4 separate regions of the Mus musculus genome follow, and all the other regions are linked to region 3. The links are chromatin contacts, called in public promoter capture Hi-C maps. All regions are on one chromosome and are shown on one strand. The core of a region is the stretch at or near the end of the contact, and the rest is flanking DNA. Distances in the headings are between cores, read along the strand shown.

Region 1 (2,733 bases), core at 33-2,532, 1.5 Mb before region 3:
TATCTGACGTATGTAGCATCTCTAGGAACAGGCCTTGCCTGCAAGTTCTGAGAGGCAACCACTAGCTACAGCAATAAGCTGTGTTATTTTGGAAGTTTCTTCCAACTCTCTTGACCAACAAATCTAGAGAAAGTTTTCCCTGCCTGTCTAGCATTGGGTGTTTTGTTAGATAGTCTAAAGCTCCTGAGAGAATAGTATCACTCCCAAGTGTCACTTCATTTAAACTGTATAGATACATATACACACACACACACATGTTGCATATTTGTGTGTTTTAAGAAACATAAAAATGTTTCCCTACAATTTTTTTCAAACACCCTTAATGCTATGTATCCCTCCTCCCTCCCTCTCCCTCTGTGCGTCTCTCCCTCCCCTCTTCCCAGTTAAACCCCCCATCTCCTCGTTTCTATGTACACAGCATCTGTGTTCCACAGCATCCGCTCTCCAGACCTCCACCCCTCCCCACAACCCCAGTTTCCCTTCCTCAATTCTGTGGTCACATTAGGTTGAACTTTTGATCATCTTGCCTCTGCTTCTCAAGTTACCACCAGCCAACAGGAAGAAAGGCAGGGAGGGAGGGAGCAAAGGAGGGAGGGAAGGAGAGAGGAAGGGAGGGAGGGACAGAAAAAGAGAAGGAAGAAAGGAGGGAGGGAAGGAAGGAAGGAAAGAAGGAAGGAAATTTTTGACTGAAAGGACGCCCGATGTGTGCTGGAATTTCCTCTAGATGGCGCTCCAAGGCAAAGTTTCCCAACCAATCCGGAGGCGGGGTGTTGGGGGGGGGGGGGGAGGAAGCAGTGAGCGGTCAAACCTTGACCAACCTTCCTTGAAAGTGCTTCTTTTCTTCTGGCGCGACAGATTCAGGCCAGTGCAAAAATAAATGTTTTCTTTAAAATATTCACCAACAAAGCCGGTCTGTCGGAACAGAGCCCCTTCTATGAAGATGGGCCTGTTTTATGACTGTGCGTTAGCAAGAAGAATCCTGCCTCCTCCACGTGACTTGAAATTTGATCGCGCATTTTCCTAACCCCATTGTCTAGGAGAAGGGGGAAGTTGCGCAGCTGGGCACTGCTGAACGGGTTTGGAACCACAAACTTCTGGACACTCACATGCATATTTGCACCAACTTCCTAGCTTTTATCTCTAAAATTATTTCACACAGAGAAAATAAGATTATTCACTCAAAATGGTTTGCAACAGCATCCAGCCTCATGTTTAGGAAACCAAATAACTTTAGCTCCTTAGAAATCAAAGGAAACAAAGGGGAAGTTTATAGCACGAGCAGTTTTATTCAGACGTGGGTGGATATTTCATTCACCCAGAAACCCATTGATCGATTATTGATTTGTTCCATGCACCTCGCTGGAAATTTTTTTAAAATTGCGGAATCAAAGCTTCAAGGTTACCTTTTATTTGAAGGAAATACCTATATAGTTAATTTTTTTTCCTGAGCTTTGCCTTCCTCTAATAAATATACTAGATAATGCTTTCATCAACCATGGCTAGACAGAGACTAAAAACCTATATACCAATGGTATCTATACAAATTCTCATTGTTTATGTAAGGAGAAAGGAATGCTAGCCCGTTGTGCACATGTGTAATGAAAGATTATGACCAGGGCTCCTGTACTGACAGGGTAAACCAGATATAGGAATGGATTTTTTTTTTTTTTGCTTGTATTCTGTAGACTAAAAGGCGTGCCTTGATGTCTAAGTTACAGACATACTTTTTGTTTGCATTATAAATGGTGTGTACTCTGACAGATTTTCCAAGGGGAACAGAAAGGGTCCTTAAGAGTCAGGATTCTTTAGTGTCTTATAAATAGACTCTTTATCACCTAGGGCATTGCCCTGCTTCCCGTAGGGCTCAATAAAGATTAATTGAATGAGTGAATTTATCTTAGGGAAATATTATTTGAAGAACTATGTTGCTCAGCGTCCGGGATTTTGGTTTTTGGTTTTTTTTTTTTTAAGCACTATAATGACGAACAACTTTCATTGCTCAAAATCTCGCTCTTATCGCATCACGCTAAGGTTCAGCTAGGGTTCATATAGGATATTATGATCTTGCAGAATTCGCTGGCTGTGAAAAGGGAAGAGCACGTGATCACATTAAAATTTATGGTGGTGCTGGCGGCATGGCGCTGGTGGGGACCGGCAGTTAAACACTAATAATAACCAAGTGTCACGGCACACACATTGACACCTCCTGACATTTACTGGGGATCCTAAATCTTCAGTGTGGAGGTAGTGTTCTTCAGTCCACCTTTGTGTTGTCAACAAGGTTATTTGGGGAGATAGCCACGCCATTTTATCAATAATTCAAGCTGGAGAACAGAAGGGACACTTAGGGGGGAAATCTGTCCCAGCCTCAAGCTGGAGCATCTCACGCGGTCTAGTGACTGACGTTCTCAGATAAGTCCTGATCCTTGAGGTCAAAAAATTTCCCCCAAAAGGAATCTCTCTGGAATACAATTAGAGCTCTTTGTTTGCCCCCTTGGGAAGGACAGAGGCAGCCAGTTGTTAAATAAAACATTTCAGTAGCCAGAACCCGCATCAGGAGACAGAATCAAATTCCTTGTGTCATTGGCAGGTTACAATAAGTTCTGTGACTGGCTGCACTGAAGTAAATGGTAATCATGTCTGAGGTCTCCAAAAAGCATCCTCCCTCGCACCACCTCGCCAGTGTACGTAATCACACTTCCCTTAACAAAACTGCTGTGTTCTGTAGCTTTG
Region 2 (3,049 bases), core at 284-2,783, 1.4 Mb before region 3:
AGCACACAGATTTCAGTAAAGTTATGAGCAGTTTGTGAGAAGCCTAACAGCGTGCTATGAAATATGGTGAATATTGGCTGCAATATGTTGATGAGCTGCAATATGTTGATGGTAAAAAAGATTCATGGGTAGCAATTCTATTAAAGAGAAAAATATAATGCCCTCATGTTGAAGTTCTTAATTACAAAGCAAAGATATGCCTTCATGTGGTCTGTTTGCCTTGGGTGTAGCTAGAGGAGATCGTGGAAAACTATAAAAGGTAACAGTCTCCCAGGTGCCTCCCAGAGCCACGTCAAATGATCCGTGCTCTAAAAGTACAGCCTTGTTATTGAAAAATCATACAATTTGTCACTACTTCATTTGGAAAGAACACATTAATATTCTGCTATCTTGGTTACTTCTCAAATGCTTAACTAAGCATTATATTTATGTCCCCACACATTAGGGTCAGTCAAATCTATGTACATGGTTTTCAACAGTGATTCAATATCGGCTTATAAGTCGGTAGTTTTTTACTGCTCTGTCATACTAGAATAAAATTGAATTTATACAGAATAACCTCCCCAAAACAATAACACAGAACCTAGAGACTCATTCTACATACAGGGGGGAAAGGAGAGATAGTAACTGCCTGAAGAGCTTCGAATTAAGAGTCTGGGTATGGGAAAGGAGTTGGCGAAGCATTTATGTATTAACTAGCTGATTCATACGTGAAAACAAGATCAGAGGCACGAGAAGCACAGGCTGATTACGTCTTGAACAAACTCACGGTAGTGTTTGGTAGAGCTTAGAGGGTGAGAAAAATAGCATATAGGAAAGGGGGAAAATGTTAGTTTTGTGGCTTCTCCTTGAAGAAGGAAAAGACCAAAGCCGTGTGCTTCATCAATTCAAGCACCAATTTACGTTCATAACAGCGGTCATTTACGAAACAGAGGGCGAATGGTACTTAAATCTAAAACAGCACCAGTTACAATTCAGACTCTCCTTCCCCCTCTCGTCACCTCTTGATACAGAATAAAATACGGACTGCCGGCCCTTGCTTAACAACGTTCTCAAAAAGTGGGCGTCAGAGCAGCTGGCAAGAATATACTAGAATTCCTGAAGTCCAGAGACGGCCCTCATTCCCATTTCGTCACCATTGCCAAGCAACTCGAACCCTCAAAGAACAGCGAATTTTCTGCATCCCGGGGGACCTTCACAAGAAAACTTTACTTCAGTGCCAACAAAGAAGCAATCAAAGCAATAGAAACAAGATCCCGATCCCAGAGAAAAGGCAGAGACTCCAATTACTGTAAAACGTCAAAGAGGAAAAACTACATTTCCCAGGATGCAGGGCGATAACGGAAGCGATGTAGGCCGGGACGTGGAATATCCCTCTCTGAACTACCTAGAAAATTTTCCAGACCAAGCCCAATTGCTTCCCCACAGTCTAGAGTGTTTAAAAACATATCCAGAAATTGATAGAAACGTGTCGGTGATTCGCTTTTATCCACAAGACACTTCCGTTGGATACTTGCCGCTGAACAGCTTCCGTTTCCGGTTGGCCTATTGCCTTGGAAACCAGGATGCAAAACAAGCTAGGTGAATATGGCAGGGCTGAGCAGCTCACAGATCCCCGACGGTGAGTTCACAGCAGTGGTGTACAGGCTCATCCGCGACTCCCGCTACTCAGAGGCGGTGCAGCTGCTGAGCGCAGAGCTGCAGAGGAGCTCCCGCAGCCGCGCAGGGCTGTCGCTGCTGGCCTACTGCTACTACCGCCTGCAGGAGTTCGAGCTCGCTGCAGAGTGCTATGAGCAGCTGAGCCAGATGCACCCGGAACTCGAGCAGTACCGCCTGTACCAGGCCCAGGCACTGTACAAGGCCTGCCTGTATCCAGAGGCCACCAGGGTCGCCTTCCTCCTGGACAACCCCGCCTATCAGACTCGAGTCCTTCGTCTCCAGGCTGCTATCAAGTACAGTGAAGGTGACCTCCCAGGAGCCAGGAGCCTGGTGGAGCAGCTGCTGAGTGGGGAAGGTGTAGAGGACAGTGGAGGGGAGAGTGATTATGATGGTCAGATCAACCTAGGTTGTCTGCTCTACAAAGAGGGACACTATGAAGCTGCCTGTTCCAAGTTCTTAGCGGCCCTGCAGGCTTCTGGCTACCAGCCTGACCTTTCCTACAACTTGGCTTTGGCCTATTACAGCAGTCGGCAGTACGCGCCTGCTCTGAAGCATATCGCTGACATCATTGAGCGTGGCATCCGTCAACACCCAGAACTCGGTGTGGGCATGACCACGGAGGGCATTGATGTTCGCAGTGTTGGCAACACTATAGTCCTTCACCAGACTGCTCTGGTCGAAGCCTTCAACCTCAAGGCAGCCATAGAGTACCAGCTGAGAAACTACGAGGCAGCCCAGGAAGCCCTCACTGACATGCCACCCAGAGCAGAGGAAGAGCTGGACCCCGTAACCCTCCACAACCAGGCTCTGATGAACATGGATGCCAAGCCCACAGAGGGCTTTGAAAAGCTCCAGTTTCTGCTCCAGCAGAACCCCTTCCCCCCAGAGACCTTTGGCAACCTGCTGCTGCTCTACTGTAAATATGAGTATTTTGACCTGGCAGCTGATGTCCTGGCAGAAAATGCCCACTTGACTTACAAGTTCCTCACACCCTATCTCTATGACTTCTTGGATGCCATGATCACTTGCCAGACAGCTCCTGAAGAGGCTTTCATTAAACTTGATGGGTTGGCTGGCATGCTGACTGAGCAGCTCCGGAAACTCACCATACAAGTACAGGATTCAAGGCATAGTAGAGATGATGAATCTGCCAAAAAGGCTGTGAATGAATATGATGAAACTCTTGAGAAGTATATTCCTGTACTGATGGCCCAGGCAAAAATCTACTGGAACTTTGAGAATTACCCAATGGTGGAGAAGATCTTCCGCAAATCTGTGGAATTCTGTAATGACCATGATGTGTGGAAGCTGAATGTGGCCCATGTCCTCTTCATGCAGGAGAACAAGTACAAAGAGGCCATTGGTTTCTATGAGCCCATTGTCAAGAAGA
Region 3 (2,705 bases), core at 164-2,663:
CTTTTTTTTCAGGATTAGATCTTTTAGAATCTTTGCCTCTAGCTAGCTCTCTTCTCTCTGTCCTGTTTTATTTTTAAACTCCCTGATAGCTCAATGAAAAACCCTAGGACAAGTATTAGCAAGAGTCAAAAACAAAACAAAACACAACAACAACAACAAAAACAAACAAAACTTTCCTGTTCCCTTTAGGAAAGATCTGAGACAAGAGGCAGCACGAGTTTTATGTTCTTAGAAACTACCAAGGCTGGGAAATAAAATGGCTAATTTTCCAAATAAAAACTGGTGAAATGTCTGTTTACTTTCTTCCACATTGGTGAGGCGATACATGGCACACTAAAGTTTAGCTCTCTCCTATTCTTTTAAGTTTACAAAGCTGTAACTGAAGATCTTAGAATTTAGGGGATTATCTTACAAAGTAGATACTATGTCTATGCCTTCTTCTCTGCTGGTGTTGTCAGTGTAAACATAGCATATTATTATATCTATTGCACTTTGAAAATCAGAAACATTTTCTTCCTTAACTAAAGAAGAAAAACCCGTAAAAGTGATTGAACACAGAACATAAAAGCTTTTGTTGAAGTTTCCCTCCTAATTTTGCCTATGGAGCGCCCCCACCCCTCCCATTGAAGTTTTGTTATTGATACTTGCAGTTGACTGGAATACAGCCTTCTTTAGGTCGTTTTCAATTCTTAGGGAAATACAGCACTACTGTTTAAGGGGCCCCAGTTATTCAGAGGTTTTGGAGATTGTTAAGAGTGTAATTTTGGAAAGCTCAGCCTTTGTTGCTACCCCTTAGCTTGAAAAGACCATCCTTATCATTTCAAGTTCTTCTCATGCTGGTGAGATAAGCGCGTAGTCATGAAAGGACCCTTTTTGACGTCCAAGAGCAACAGAAACAAGCCTAAAGCCCTCATGGGGTATGGCCAGGAGGTGTTATGTATGATGTCTGTCTGTCTCTCTCCACTTGCTTGGCTGGGATGGCTTCTGAGCTATGCAATGTAAACTTTTTTGCTGCCTTCTGGATGACAGCTGATCTGGGATCTCAGGTACCCTCTCTTTTCCAGACACACAGGTCTCGACCTTCAACGTCCCTCCCCTTTGTCCTCCCCACTCTTCTCTCGCTCAGAAGGTCTGGGACAATCAGGATCAGTTTCTTTTCTTGGCGAGACTGGGGCGTGGGAGTTGTTCATGAGAAAAGGAGGCAGAACTAGTAAGAGTCAGTCGGAACCGCCCTACCCTGTGGTGCCCCGAGGACCGACAGCCTACACTAGCGCGGAGGATACTCAGCCTAAATCCTCCTGCCACACCCGCCGCTCTGAGGCACCAACGGCTGGGCCGGCCGGATCACGTGATGGGGGAGCGGCGCGCGCCGGCTGCAGCGCCCATTGGCTGGCGGCAGGAGCGCGGGGTTTGATGGGAAGGCATTGGCCGGGCCCAGCGCTCTATCTGTAGGTGCTGCTGCCTGCTCCAGAGGCTCTACGCGGTGGCGACCCAGGCTTCCCCGAGTGGACGCCCAGGCCGAGCGGCGCCCGCTTTTCTCAGGTAGGACTGTGAAGGGAGGGCCGCGTAGACGGAGGCGCTCCGGACAGCGGGAACCAGTCTCCGGGTTCCTCGGCGCGCCGGCCCGGGTGCCTCCGCCCCTGCCAAGTGGCCTAGAGCTTGGTGGCGGCTGGGGAACACGCCGCGGGGCTGCTGCCCTCCGTACACTGTTGCCGCCTTCTCTCGTGGATCGCCCTGAACAGCGGCCCGAGCGGCTCCGGAGCGCACGAGACCCGGCTCTGCCTCCCCTGAGGCCGGTGTTCTTTCCGGGTATGTTCTCAGGGATTCCGCGCAGTGGCTGTTTAGAGCCCGAGCCCTTGGGCCCCCCCTGTGTTAAGAAGTGTCAGAAGGTCCCAGAGAGCACATCCCTAGCTGAAATATCCACCCTGAGAGCCCCGATCACCTCCGCGTCCACCTGAGCTGGCACGACGGGAAGGTCTGAAAACTGTCAGTGTCATGCTGCTCCGTCCGCGTGTGGGCGTGGATTGTGAGCGACTTAGAGGAGCTGCTCCACAACCATTGTCCTTACTTATTGGAGGGACAGCGACCAGTCTGAGGGGTGGGGTAGGACGAAGGTGCGTGGTGACAGGAGCGACCCGGGAAAAGCAACTCCAAGGGGCATCAGTAGGTTTAATTCTTTGATGGTGTGTTTGCGGACGGAGAGTTCGGATTGGTGAATTTATTTCTGCGTGCAGTTTTAAGCAACACCTGCGACTCACTGAGTTTTCAGTGTTCTGTTCTTACTTTTTGGTTTCTGGTTTGTGGTGCTTAGAGCCTATTGTTTTCTGTCTCTGTGGCCTCAGTCTTAGCGTTGACAACATTGTCTAGAGGTGTGATGGATGTGAGTAAATTTAGTTACAGGCATATATATGTTCAAGCTGGCAGGCAGGGCTAATACCTAGTTCCCAAAGGTCTCCATAGTGCCTTCTTAGAAGAACAAAGTTGATTTCGAATACGAACCTTAAGCAAGAGTGGTTCATTTAAAAGTGAAGTTTTAAAAAGTTCCTTGACATCTATTGGGGTCACCATAGTAATGATGTTAATAAATGTTTATGGTGTTTATATGTTGGAAGAATGCTTGGATAGGTGACTCTAATAAAGGTATGAGTTCATATAGAAATCTCCCTGTCAGTCTTTTTTATTTTTAATTTTTATATTTATTTATT
Region 4 (3,008 bases), core at 450-2,949, 1.1 Mb before region 3:
ATTAAAAGACATTCCCAAGCAAATTAGGCATATCCCACAAAACACAGCCAAGACTTAACCCCGTGATACCTTGTGGGGGTTAAAAGGGTGGGTGAGGGTTTTGAGGCTGGCTCTCAAGGAAAGGCAGGCTAAGCTAGCCTTGAACTTGAGGCAGTCCTACCTTAGCCTTTCAAATACTAGGGTAACAGGTGTGCACGCACCATTCACACCTGGTTCCACTACTTAGCTTTCTGTAATCAATTTACCTTGGTTATACCCACTTACATCATATAGTTTCAAGTTATTTCGAATGCGATCCTTACATTCACAAGCGTGTAATTTGGATTTACAAGGTATAGCATATACCGCCTGACCAGAGGAATTAGAAACAAAACCGTAACTGAGAGACTTAGAAAATATCTAGCCTGTGGTTTTCTTTTTGAAGATTTTACTTTCGAGTGAACCGCTTTTAATGAACGCATTAAGACAATTCAACACAAGCCCTTAAAGGGGGCTCACTTTCTTCCATCTTCTGGAAATATTAGTTAGAACATTCAATATGCAGACAGCCACATACCAGAAACCCAACTACCCAAATTCACGTAAAACCCCTTTATTCAAGCCTCGCATAAATGAATTTGACAATACACAAAAAGCATCTCTATACACACAAAATTCTCGTAATCGTGGTATTTTCTAGTGTGGTCGCAGTTCTCTAAAACCAAAATCCAGGAAAACCAAAATCCGGGCCAATCCGAAGTATGAGAAATTAGATCAATAAAAATATTAAGCTCCAAGTAAACACATCTACACTCAAACCCCCGAAATGGTTAAGACTTCAACCACAGGACGCTGTAAATACTCTCATTCCAAATACTTGAGCACAAGCAGCGGGTTAGGAAGCACCTTAAAGCAGCAAGCTTTTCAGTAATGTATCCCCAAATGAGCGCTGAGAAAATCCGGCCCGAGTATTGCGCGGATTGTCATCACCCAGAAGGCCCGCCAAGGCCTAGATCCACGTCGGGAGCACCCCAGCGGAAAGCACCGCGCCCGGAGCCTGGAGGCCATCTGCGGCAGAAACGCCGGGCCGCCTCCCGCCGTCCCCTCCAATCCCCGCGCACTCCTTCTTGGCGGCGTAGCCAGGCGGCGGCCATTGCGGGCCACTGCGCCATTTCGTAACGCGGCGGCGGCGGATCAATGTCAATGCGGCCGCCGCCCGCCTGCTCGCTCGCCCGGATGTGCTCCTCCCCTCCCCCACCGCCTCCTCCCAACCGCTCCCGCGGAGGCCCGCCATGCCGCCCGCGGCCTCGCTAAGTCAGGCCGCGCAGCCCGAGGGCATCCTCGCCCGGCTGCCGAGCCACTCCCCGGCCCCGCCGCGTCTTCGAGGGCTGCCGGTGCGGCCGACCGAGAGGACCAGGCCGACGGAGGGCCCGGAGGAGGCCACCCGGCCCGCTCCCCTCCCCCTCCCACCGCCCTCAGCGCAAAGCGCGGGACGATCGTCCCGGTCTCCCCGGCCTCCCCACTCCCATCGAGCCAAAGCCCCCCCATGCCGGCAACTACCCAGCAACCCCCCGCTCTCCCCCTAATACCTCCTCCCCCCGGCGGCGGCGGCGACGGCCGGAGTCAGGCTGGGGGCGACCGGGCGGCGGTTTTACCTCCATTTTGAGACCGGACTCGCCTCTTCCAACTCGAGTTCAATATGGGACCGAGAGGAAGAGGCGGGGCCAGTCACCACGTGATGTGCTATCCGCGCGCCGCCCGCCCACTGGGGGCGGAGTCATGAGAAAGCGGAGCGCGACTGGTCCACCGCGTTGGCGGGCCGAGGGTGGAGAGCGGGGATTGGGCCGCCGGCGGGAGCGCGCGCGCCTCGCCAACTTCCAACGCAGCGCCGCCTTCGCCGCGGTTCGCGCCCGGCAGCGACGCTTACGTCAGCGGCAGCTCGACCAATGGCGAGAGCCCACGTCGGGAGAAAGCCGCGTGACCGCGCGTCAGCTTAGAGAAAGGCCTTTCCCTTTCTTCTGGCCCCTCTCGCCCCTCCCCCGCGCGCCTGCGGGTCTCCATTTCCGAGTTCACCTCCATTCCAGAGCCAAATGGAAAGTCACGCTTTTCTGACTTGAGACTTAAGGTTGTAAGAAAGCCAGTTGACCATCTTCGCCTCCCTCGCGGCTTTCTAAATGTCGAGAGCCCAGGTTTGGAAAAATGTGACTGCGCCGCCTTCCTGGGAGACCCACACTGCAAGTCGCAGTCGGGGCACGTCTCACGGACCGCAAAACGCGGCTGAGTTACTGCGGTTTTCACCTTAGCAGCTTGCACATTTACAAATTAAGACAGTCTGGGAGGAAGAAGCAGAGCCACTTGGGTATAGAATTGAGAGAATGGAACGATTTCCAACGTTTCCAAAAGGCTTCTGGCCATATAGGCCCTCTACCTGTTGGCTAGAGATTTGTTTCTTATTTAAAGTGGTCATCAGTTTCGAGTTTTAGTGTGCAGTATATGAACGAAATAAGTCGAATCGTTTATTTGCTTAGCAAAGGGATTTGGAACGATTTGGGTTTTTAATCAAATAAAAGCAAACATAGGATTAGGTAGTCTCGAAACACCCACTGTAACGAAGAATGATACCCCGGATTCTAATAGTATGTAAACGCAAACACTGTTTTTATTCTGTAGAAGTCCAGCATGCTGGGGTCTCCCGTTACCAAGATAGAGCCTGAAGTGAGCCCGCAGGACCAATTTAAAGCACCTTAGTGGAATCCTGGGGTAGGTGGGCTTTGTCTTACTCTGTCTCTAGGTATTCCAGAACCATACTAGGGTATGGTGCCTGGAAACTGGCTGAGGAATCTGGGGTGGGGGGTGGTAGGCTGTGTCTTATGCTATCTCGAAGGACATTCCATTACTGGGGCGTGGGGGCTGGCTGGGAACTGCTGACCCATTGTCCTTGTTTCAGGCCAGGTGGTGGGGCAGTTTCTAATTAGCTGCCTGAAGCCTGGGTTTTTAGACCTCGTCTCCTTAGCTGCTAATTTGAAGCC

Evidence for each region. Promoter capture Hi-C pulls out the DNA fragments that hold promoters and counts their contacts. Capture Hi-C pulls out chosen DNA fragments and counts their contacts.
Region 1: a contact with region 3 is called in a promoter capture Hi-C map of liver, with 5 times the contacts expected there. The contact joins the enhancer-like site here to the promoter of Lnpk in region 3. A contact is called at or near these places in 5 of 39 promoter capture datasets (the 3T3-L1 cell line, hippocampal neurons, liver and 1 more) and 2 of 9 other capture datasets (adipose tissue and liver).
Region 2: a promoter capture Hi-C map of adipose tissue shows a contact between it and region 3, with 4 times the contacts expected there. The contact joins the promoter of Ttc30b here to the promoter of Lnpk in region 3. A contact is called at or near these places in 1 of 39 promoter capture datasets (liver) and 1 of 9 other capture datasets (adipose tissue).
Region 4: a contact with region 3 is called in a promoter capture Hi-C map of liver, with 4 times the contacts expected there. The contact joins the promoter of Hnrnpa3 here to the promoter of Lnpk in region 3. A contact is called at or near these places in 3 of 39 promoter capture datasets (the HPC-7 cell line, liver and pre-B cells).

What each region holds. Positions count from the first base shown.
Region 1 is chr2:76,068,815-76,071,547 of GRCm38.p6, reverse strand. All of the region lies in intron 12 of Pde11a (phosphodiesterase 11A), which reads left to right. Among named protein-coding and RNA genes, the nearest start is that of Gm52518, 34 kb to the right of the region's middle. Within about 2 kb of position 1,282, at least 252 of the 459 cell types and tissues checked have an H3K27ac peak or open chromatin away from gene starts, as enhancers often do. A contact at or near this core is called in adipose tissue, hippocampal neurons, liver and 1 more, where this site is marked.
Region 2 is chr2:75,936,946-75,939,994 of GRCm38.p6, reverse strand. It overlaps Ttc30b (tetratricopeptide repeat domain 30B), which reads left to right and starts at 1,533. Exons shown (of 1, transcript NM_028235.1): 1 at 1,533-3,049. The coding sequence starts at 1,588.
Region 3 is chr2:74,577,656-74,580,360 of GRCm38.p6, reverse strand. It overlaps Lnpk (lunapark, ER junction formation factor), which reads left to right and starts at 1,413. Exons shown (of 13, transcript NM_027133.3): 1 at 1,413-1,542. 4930445N08Rik (RIKEN cDNA 4930445N08 gene) reads right to left here and starts at 1,317. Exons shown (of 2, transcript NR_166470.1): 1 at 1,237-1,317.
Region 4 is chr2:75,657,950-75,660,957 of GRCm38.p6, reverse strand. It overlaps Hnrnpa3 (heterogeneous nuclear ribonucleoprotein A3), which reads right to left and starts at 1,699. Exons shown (of 11, transcript NM_053263.1): 1 at 1,635-1,699. The coding sequence starts at 1,640. Gm39859 (predicted gene, 39859) reads left to right here and starts at 2,021. Exons shown (of 3, transcript NR_166143.1): 1 at 2,021-2,168; 2 at 2,650-2,739.